2 separate regions of the Ovis aries genome follow, and region 1 is linked to region 2. The links are chromatin contacts, called in public Hi-C maps. All regions are on one chromosome and are shown on one strand. Each heading gives the region's core, a stretch centred on a gene start, on an enhancer-like site or on the middle of the called end of the contact. The rest is flanking DNA. Distances are from core to core; before and after follow the strand shown. Region 1 overlaps SLC4A3 (solute carrier family 4 member 3). Region 2 holds the start of OBSL1 (obscurin like cytoskeletal adaptor 1).

The links. A called contact is a pair of places that touch in the nucleus more often than the background predicts.
Region 1: a Hi-C map of muscle shows a contact between it and region 2, with 3 times the contacts expected there. The contact joins the enhancer-like site here to the promoter of OBSL1 in region 2. A contact is called at or near these places in 11 of 16 Hi-C or Micro-C datasets (blood, liver, mesenteric adipose tissue and 5 more).

What each region holds. Positions count from the first base shown.
Region 1 is chr2:221,552,734-221,557,094 of ARS-UI_Ramb_v3.0, reverse strand. SLC4A3 (solute carrier family 4 member 3) reads right to left here. Exons shown (of 22, transcript XM_042244296.2): 21 at 4,213-4,361; 22 at 2,375-2,711. The coding sequence ends at 2,634. Among named protein-coding and RNA genes, the nearest start is that of SLC4A3, 14 kb to the right of the region's middle. Within about 2 kb of position 1,809, at least 19 of the 54 cell types and tissues checked have an H3K27ac peak or open chromatin away from gene starts, as enhancers often do. A contact at or near this core is called in muscle, where this site is marked.
Region 2 is chr2:221,492,522-221,496,917 of ARS-UI_Ramb_v3.0, reverse strand. OBSL1 (obscurin like cytoskeletal adaptor 1) reads left to right here and starts at 2,981. Exons shown (of 20, transcript XM_042244294.1): 1 at 2,981-4,264. The coding sequence starts at 3,259. INHA (inhibin subunit alpha) reads right to left here and starts at 2,225. Exons shown (of 2, transcript NM_001308579.1): 1 at 1,964-2,225; 2 at 1-108. The coding sequence starts at 2,225.

The DNA.
Region 1 (4,361 bases), core at 560-3,059, 61 kb before region 2:
CACAGACCCCCATCCTGGGTGAGAAAGAATTCCCCCCAACGCAGGCCCAGTTCAGCGCTTATGCTGGCCAACTCTGGCCTTGTACTTCCCTACAGTTGCCTTCCCTCGGGGGTAGGGGTGGGGGAAGGGGAGGGCAAAGGTGATGACCTCTAAGGCTCCAAGCTCTTAGGCCTTATTCGTGTCCTCTCCCGTGGAGGGTGTTGGGAAGGGATGTCCATAGCCAGAGATTATAACTCGCTCAGTCTTTCACTGAAATTTGTTCCCCTATTGTTCTAATTTCCTTGGTGGCTCAGTTTGTAAAGATTCCGCCTAGGATGCAGGAGACGCTGGGTTTGATCCCTGGGTTGGGAAGATCCCTTGGAAAAGGAAATGGTAACCCATGCCCGCATTCTTGCCAGGGAAATCTCATGGACAGAGGACCCTGGCGGGCTACACACTGTGGAGTTGCAAGAGGCGGACACAAATTAGCAGCTAAATCATCATCCACATTGTTCTGACTGAGGCCTCAAGGGCCTAGTTATACTGGAGGCCACTTGACTCATTAGCCAGCACCAGGACTCATTCATTTCAAAAGGCCCCGCCCTCTTGTTTCTTATTTTTCCAGTTGAGCAACGCCCACAGTTCTCAGTTACTCGCCAGGCAGAGATGACTGACACAAACTCTGTCCAATGAAGAGCCGAGATTTCAGGGCCCAGGTCACTACTTCCTCTCAGGTGTTCTGACAGAAGTAGGTTCCTTCCCGTGGGCGTCTCAGCATCCCTCAGACCCAACAGGGAAGCTGCCCCAAGGCCCAGAAGATGGGACCGGGCAACCTGATTTAGACCTCAGGAAAGGAACAGAGGCCTGCGTGCAAAGCTTCTCTGCCAAGCCTATCTCTATGTGCGGCCTCTGCCATCTCTGCATTTTGTACCGGCTTTGCCTGTCACTGTCCTATGTTTATGTTTGACCTTCACTTTTCTCCTTGGCGAAGTTCCTCAGCAATTCCACCTGGCCTTGGCCCATCTAAGGGAAAAGGAATCTTGTCGTCACAGAGGGCAGATGCAATTGGAGGCCTTCATGGCGCCAGAGACTCAAGCAGCCGACTGGACGGAAACATTAATACTTAAGTCTGAATGACAACCGAGGACAGCTGGAGGGGCACCTGGCGTCTCTCTTCCTTATGAACAGCACAGTCTCACAGCTCTCCATGCCCTCTCCAAACTTCAGGGCTCTAGCTGTTGGCCTGAACATCTGGGAGGAAAATGGGGAAAGAACAAGGAAGAAGTTGGGCCAGCCCCTGAGGAAGTGGTGAAGGTAGGGTCGAGGCACTCCAGCTCGGGTGCTCACGGGAGTCCATGACACCTCTTTGCCCCACCCTCTTGCCTCCCTATGCTAGGCTTAGTTGCTAAGTCGTGTCCGACTCTTTGCGACCCCATGGACTACAGCTCGCCAGGCTCCTCTGTCCATGGGGATTCTCCAAGCAAAAATACTGGAGAGGGTTGCTCTGCCCTCCTCCAGGGGATCTTCCCAACCCAGGAATCAAAGCCAGGTCTCCTGCATTGCAGGTGGGTTCTTTACCACTGAGCCACCAGGGAAGCCCTAGGAGTTGTTTCCCTAGGAGGAACTAAATGTACTTGAATGGGATCTTTGACCACAGCGGGTCCACCAGGTGGCAGTGCTTCCCGGGCGCAGACCGGACAGGGCCTGCAGTGCAAGAGAGCGGCCACCAGAGGGCAACACAGGGACTAGCGGCTGAACCACGCTGCTGGTTGCCTAGTAACTGTGACGCAACGGGCTCCCAGTTTGCACCCTCCTCAAGGCCTCCCAGGTTATTTCTGGCCTAACAAAGACTGTTGCACAAGGAGTGGCCTCAGGAGTCCCAGAACTGCCTCTCCTTTAAGCCTGGAGAATCTAAAATGGTCCAGGGACCCCAAATCCAGCTCCACCCTGGCGTCTAGGGGACTGGGCAGCTACTGTCCCTGCTCTTCGGAATGTCAAGGATGACGAAAAGAAAATAAACATTTTCCATTCCCCTCAGTAGCTCCACAGTCATTGAGACGCTCTGGTTTCCCTTGTGGCTAAAGCAGAGCAACCTGCTCTCTCTCCCCTCTCTCTCCCTCCCCTTCTAAACTGGGGCTGCATTAATGGCAAATGACCTTAAGCCAGACCTTGAGCCTCCAGCAGCTGAACTGTACTTCAGAGGAGTGGGGGGGTGAGGTTGGGGGTGGGTGATAAGGCCCATCTCTGACCTTCTGTGGTCTCCATTCTCTCCCTTTCCCCCAAGAATTCTGTCCTTGCCTCAAAACTGTCTGATTTTGATGACCCTGAAAACAGAATTCTTCCAATTTCCAGATGGTAAGTATGACCCGAGAAACCAGAGAGGGAACCAAGAAAGTGAAGCAGACACAAGACAAGGAGTGTGGTTATAATGAGCTCAAAGCCTGTGCCGGTCTGGTCTGTGAAAGGACCTGGGTGAGACGAGGTCAGCGCCTGGGGTAGAGTCAGGGGGGTCCTTCTGGCCGAGGCAACAGTAGTGGTTCCAGGCACGTCTCTGGGTCATGAGGAGCCAGCTGGCCCTGGGGTTGGGCTCTGACTGGGGCCCAGGTGTTGATCACTAAAGTGTCAGGGTCTCCCAGCAGCGCCATGGTGGAGGATCACACGGGCATATGAAGTTCGTTGTACTCGTCCTGGCCATCTTCATCAAAGTTTGGTTCAGCATCTTCAGAGTCCAGCTGTAGAAGGTAGTGAAGAGTTGGGAAAGGCAGGGGAAGTGGGCTTGCCGCCTCCTATTCATCAGTTCCTCCTCTGGCTGGCAGCCCTCACTGCCCCCAGACCTTTCCACCCTCACTGTCTACAGGGACCATGGCCCAAGGTTGAAGCACCTCCCTCTGGCCAAAAGCTTCAGGTCACCCTCTAGTGACACCTTCTAATAATAATGATGACAATAGCAGCTACCACGCAGAAAAACTTCCTGGTACTCCGAGCTCCTGGGGTGCCTTTGTACACCATGTATGAATGGACAGTTTTCAAAAAGATGTCCCTTCCTCTAGCTCAGAGGATCCCAGCCTGGACCAGTTTCACGGAAGACAGGTTTTCCGTGGAAAGGATGGCGGTGGTGGGTAGAGATGGTTTCGGGGTGACTCAAGCACATTGCGTTTATTGTGCACAGTATTTCTATTATTATTATTACATCAGTTCCACATCAGATCATCAGGCATTAGATCCTGGGGAGTGAGGACTCCTGCTCCAGCCGACCGAAGCAGGGCTCAGGATGGATTTCAATGCCACCCACCCCATCCGTCCCTCAGCTGTGTGCTTTTGTTCAGGACACAACCTGCACAATTGTCTCCAACAGCCTCTGCTTCCTTCACACCAAACCACACCCTTCTCGTTGCTTTACCTGAACTTGTGTTTAATCATCACCACAATTTCATAAGGGAGACTCTGTTAATAGCCCCATTGTGCTGTGCTTAGTCGCTCAGTTGTGTCCGACTTTTTCCAACCCCATGGACTATAGCCTGCCAGGCTCCTCTGTCCATGGGGATTATCAGGCAAGAATACGGCAATGGGTTGCCATGCCCTCCTCCAGGGGATCTTCCCAGCCCAAGGATTGAACCCAGGTCTCCCGCATTGCAGGTGGATTTTTAACAAACTGAGCCACCAGGGAAGCCCAAGAATACTGGAGTGAGTAGCCTATCCCTTCTCCAGGGGACCTTCCCAACCCAGGAATCCAACTGGGGTCTCCTGCATTGCAGGCAGATTCTTTACCAGCTGAGCTACCAGAAACCCAGGAGCCCCGTTGAGATTTCAGAAGATCAGTCACACAACAGAAGAGACTGGGAGCCAGGCCTCCGTGAATCCAGGGCCCAGGCCCCCTAAGACCAACCCAAGCACCATCCCTTACCGCCTGCAGCTCCCTGTCCTGGAAGAGCCGGGGCAGAAGGCAACGCCTCAGAGGCACTGTGAGCAGCAGCACGAAGGGAAAGGCGAGTGAGGCCGCCGTGGACTTGACCACCCAGAGCAGTGCGATGCAGCCCAGCTGAATGCACGTAAAGAGGTGCATCCGCCAGGTCTTCACCTGGGGAACAGGTGTCGGGTCTCACCACATCCTCAGGGACTCAGCTCCGCAGGTCCCAACTTATCCTCCAGAGTCATCAAGTCCATCTCCAGCACTGGGTCCCTCGGAGTCCCCCCATCACCCCGTCTCCCCATCTCCATGCTTCCCAGCCCTACCTTGGTCACGTAGGGCTGTTCGGGATGGTGTTTTGCCGGCATGAGGATGAGCAATAGACGCTGGGACAGCTGGATACCAGACAGCGATGTGACCCCCATGTACAGGAAAATCCCAAAGAGCACGGCCAGTGGGATCCGACGTAGCACAG
Region 2 (4,396 bases), core at 1,732-4,231:
GGGCCGAAGTCACCTGGCGGCTGCGTGTGTGCTGGGATGGCCGGAACACATACGTGAAGAGGCCCTCCTCAGCCTCTCCAGCATCTGGCTCATCCCCACAGCTGGCACCTGCAGAGGGCAGAGGGAAGGGAAAGGGCAGCCCCCACCGGCAAAACCTGGAACCCCTCTCCCTCAGCAGGAGGGATCTGGCTGCCACTCATGAGCCTGCTAGGTGCCACACGAAATTCTCTGCCAGAGGCCAGGACCCTCCCCAATCTTCAGGGAACTGACAGAGGCCCCCCATGTGTTCAGTTCCATTCAGTTCAGTCATTCAGTCGCTCATTTGTGTCCGACTGTTTACGACCCCATGGACTGCAGCACACCAGGCCTCCCTGTCCATCACCAACTTCTGGAGTTTACTCAAACTCATGTCCATTGGATCAGTGATGCCATCCAACCATCTCATTCTCTGTCATCCCCTTCTCCTCCCGCCTTCAGTCTTTCCCAGCATCAGGGTCTTTTCAAATGAGTCAGCTCTTCACATCAGGTAGCCAAAGTATTGGAGTTTCAGCTTCAGCATCAGTCCTTCCAATGAATATTCAGGACTGATTTCCTTTAGGAAAATCCCCATGTGTTACTTCAGTATTAAAAGACTTCAAAAATGCCAGCCACTGCCAACTTCTCTCTGAAGTGGTTTTACCAATTAATATTCCCATCAGTGATGTGTAAGATGCCGTGCACTCTCTCCCTTCACCATTGCTTAGAATTGTTTGTTTCTATTTAAATTTTTATCTGATACTATGAAATGGTACCTTGAACACTGTGTACACAGGCATTTGTTATATTACTCATGTCAGAAATACTGCATGAGAAATTCTTTAATTCACTTTAAAAAGGTTAACACCAAGAAGGAAGAGGAAGGGGGTGGGGAGGAGGAGAAAGGATTCAGCTCAGAATCAAGGACAGTGCTTTCGAAGAAAATGCAGTTGGCATCCTTACCCTGACAAGTATATAAACTGCATCAAACAGTCACGAACAGCACAAATTAAAGAACTAGCAATTGGGGCTGTACTGTTATGTGGAACATCTCATTATAAACCTCACAACAACTGATCCATTTGGCAGATGAGAAGTGTTAGTCGCTCAGTCATGTCTGACTCTTTGTGACCCCATCTACCAGGCTCTTCTGTCCATGGGATTCTCCAGGCAAGAATACTGGAGTGGATTGCTATTCCCTTCTGCAGGGAATCTTCCCAACCCAAGGATCAAACCTGGGTCTCCCACACTGCAGACAAATGTTTAACCATCTGAGCCACCAGGGCAAACTGAACGTTAGAAAGATGAAAAGACATTAAACTAAGTGTCCAGGCTGGGATTCTGCCTGATCCTAAAGCCACACTCACTGTGCTGCCTGGGGCCTGAAGCACAGGGAGCCAGAGCATCCTCTCTGAGAGAAAAGTAAGCCAGGTTACAAAAAGGTCCAGCCAGAGGAGGGCTTTACTCACTGAGTGAGTGCAACTGACTGGGGAGATGAGAATTCAAGAGAAGGTAGGTTAGTTTCCCAACTAACTGTTCTCCCGCATCCCTGATATCTTCTCAAGTCTCAGCTTTCTGAGGCTAAAGAAACAATGTTTGGAGCAGGGAGCAAAAAAGCAAAGGGAGGAGGAAAGATGGCAGGAAGGGGTACCCCAGATATCTCTGTCCCTAAACACCGCTGGCCTCCCAGATGACTATCTCACAAATGGCTCCTATGAACCGGGCACTCTGGGATACACCATCTCACTCAATCCTGAAAGGTAGGCATTATGGCGCTTTTCACAGATGAGGAGACAAGAGGCTCAGGAAGGTTTAGTAACTGGTCCACTGTTGCAAAGTCAGTTGAGTGTCAGGTCTGGGATTCAACCCCAGACCTGCCTAGCTCCCGAATCCAGGCTACACCACACTCTTTGTCAGAGTCAAGGCGCCAATACCCCACCCTCATTACCTGCAGCTGGAAAAAGGATGGCCTGGGAGACATCTTGGTCCTCGGGCTCAGAGCCCTTGCGCATGAAGCCCCCCACGGCATGCCTTCGAGGCAGACGCCTGACTCCAGGATCTCCACCTTCCCCAGTCACCGGCGGGGGCCCCAAGGCATCCAGGAACAGGGCCCTCACCTTGGCCAGGACAAGTTCCCGGTCCAGCTCCGGCCCATGACAGCCACGCCCGCCCTGAGGGGCCAGCAGGAAGAGGAGCAGCTGAAGCCACATAGCTCACCTGGCCCTGCCCACCGGGAACCCACACCCTGCCCTGTGCCCCTTCTGCCAGGGTCTGCCCAGGGCCTCCCCACTCCACCCTCCCCATCCTACCACCGCCCTCTTCTACCCTTCTCACCCCAGTCTTCCCCAGCCCTTCCCACGCCCCGCAGTCGAGTTGCCCCTGCCCATGGCATTGAGACCTCCTATCTCTGACGCAGATGTCTGTGGCCCTGAGCCTTATCTCCCACTCCCGCCAGGAATGTGGGGGAGGGGCTGGAGAGGGCTTTCACCCCAAGTGACCTAAACCACACATACAACCCCTCGCCCTCCACACACACAGAATCAGAGAGTCACAACCCAGCACCCAGCACAGAGGTGACACCAGATGGGACAGGAGCCTGTTAACTGGGGGTCTGCCAGGTCTAAAAAGCGTTATTTGTCAGGGAGACAGAGCAAGCCAGCCCCTCGCAGCTTCTGGGGCCCTTTTCAACCCAGCAGCTGCTGGGCCAGTCCTCTCGGGGGAAGCGCCGGGGCGGGGGCTAGAACTGGGGTTAAGGCGGGGGGCAGGGGTCCCGCCTGCTCTAAACTTAGACTGGAGGAGCCGGTCTGGGCTCTTGTCCTCCAGCTGTGTCATCAGAGAATATTTTTGGGATTGGCAGCTGCAGGCTTCTCTGTCACTCAGGCCCGATTTTGGCGGACTGCTGGGGACCTGGCGGCTGGAGGTGGGAGGGAGGAGGGGAAAGAGGCCCTGGCTGTGGGAGGGGGCTGGGAAGGCCGGCTCTCGGGAGCAGGAAGCCAGGCCGCAGGCAGGGGAGGCTGCGGGGCCCCTCGCTGGAGAGGCAAACAGGAAGGACTCCCCCCCTGAGCCCCGGGAATCGCCGCCGCTGCCGCCGCCTCAGAGCCGCAGCTCCCGGCGGAGGGTAAGGAGGCGAGCCGGGAGCGGGCGGCCAGCAGAGAGCCCCGCGGGTCCCGGCGCCTAGTCCCCGGCCGCGCCCCGCCTCCCGGGCTCCCGCCGCCGCTCCCGACCTGCCCTTGCGCCGCCGCGATGAAGGCGGGCTCGGGGGATCAGGGGAGCCCCCCGTGCTTCCTGCGCTTCCCGCGGCCCGTGCGGGTGGTAAGTGGCGCGGAGGCCGAGCTCAAGTGCGTGGTGCTGGGCGAGCCGCCGCCCATTGTCGTGTGGGAGAAGGGCGGGCAGCAGCTGGCGGCCTCCGATCGCCTGAGCTTCCCGGTGGACGGCGCCGAGCACTGCCTGCTGCTGAGCGGCGCGCTGCCCACCGACGCTGGGGTCTACGTGTGCCGCGCCCGCAACTCGGCCGGAGAGGCCTACGCGGCGGCCGCCGTCACCGTGCTGGAGCCGCCGGCCCCCGAGCCTGAGCCCCAGCTCGCCGAGCGCCCGCTGCCGCCGCCCGGAGCCGGGGAGGGCGCCCCGGTGTTCCTGACGGGGCCCCGGTCCCAGTGGGTGCTGCGGGGGGCGGAGGTGGTGCTGGAGTGCCAGGTGGGGGGCCTCCCCGCGCCCACGCTCTACTGGGAGAAGGATGGGATGGCGCTGGACGAAGTGTGGGACAGCAGCCACTTCTCCCTCGAGCCGGGCCGCGCGGGCGCGGGCGCGAGCCTGGCGCTTCGCATCCTGGCGGCTCGGCTGCCCGACTCGGGCGTCTACGTGTGCCACGCCCGCAACGCGCACGGCCACGCGCGGGCCGGGGCGCTGCTGCAAGTGCAGCAGCCCCCCGAGAGCCCGCCCGAGGACCCCGACGAGGCCCCCACGCCCGTGGTGGAGCCGCTCAAGTGCGCGCCCAAGACCTTCTGGGTGAACGAGGGCAAGCACGCAAAGTTCCGCTGCTACGTGATGGGCAAGCCGGAGCCTGAGATCGAATGGCACTGGGAGGGCCGCCCGCTGCTCCCCGATCGCCGCCGCCTCATGTACCGCGACCGAGACGGCGGCTTTGTGCTCAAGGTGCTGTACTGCCAGGCCAAGGACCGCGGGCTCTACGTGTGCGCCGCGCGCAACTCGGCGGGCCAGACGCTCAGTGCCGTGCAGTTGCACGTGAAAGGTACCACGGCGCCCCCGGGCGGCCAGGGCCTGGGGAGGGGCCTCCAGCGCCCTCCCTGACCCGCCTTACTCCAGCCCCACTCAGTGCCTAGAAGACAGCGAGGAGTAAGGGAGGCTGAATATTAAAATGCCA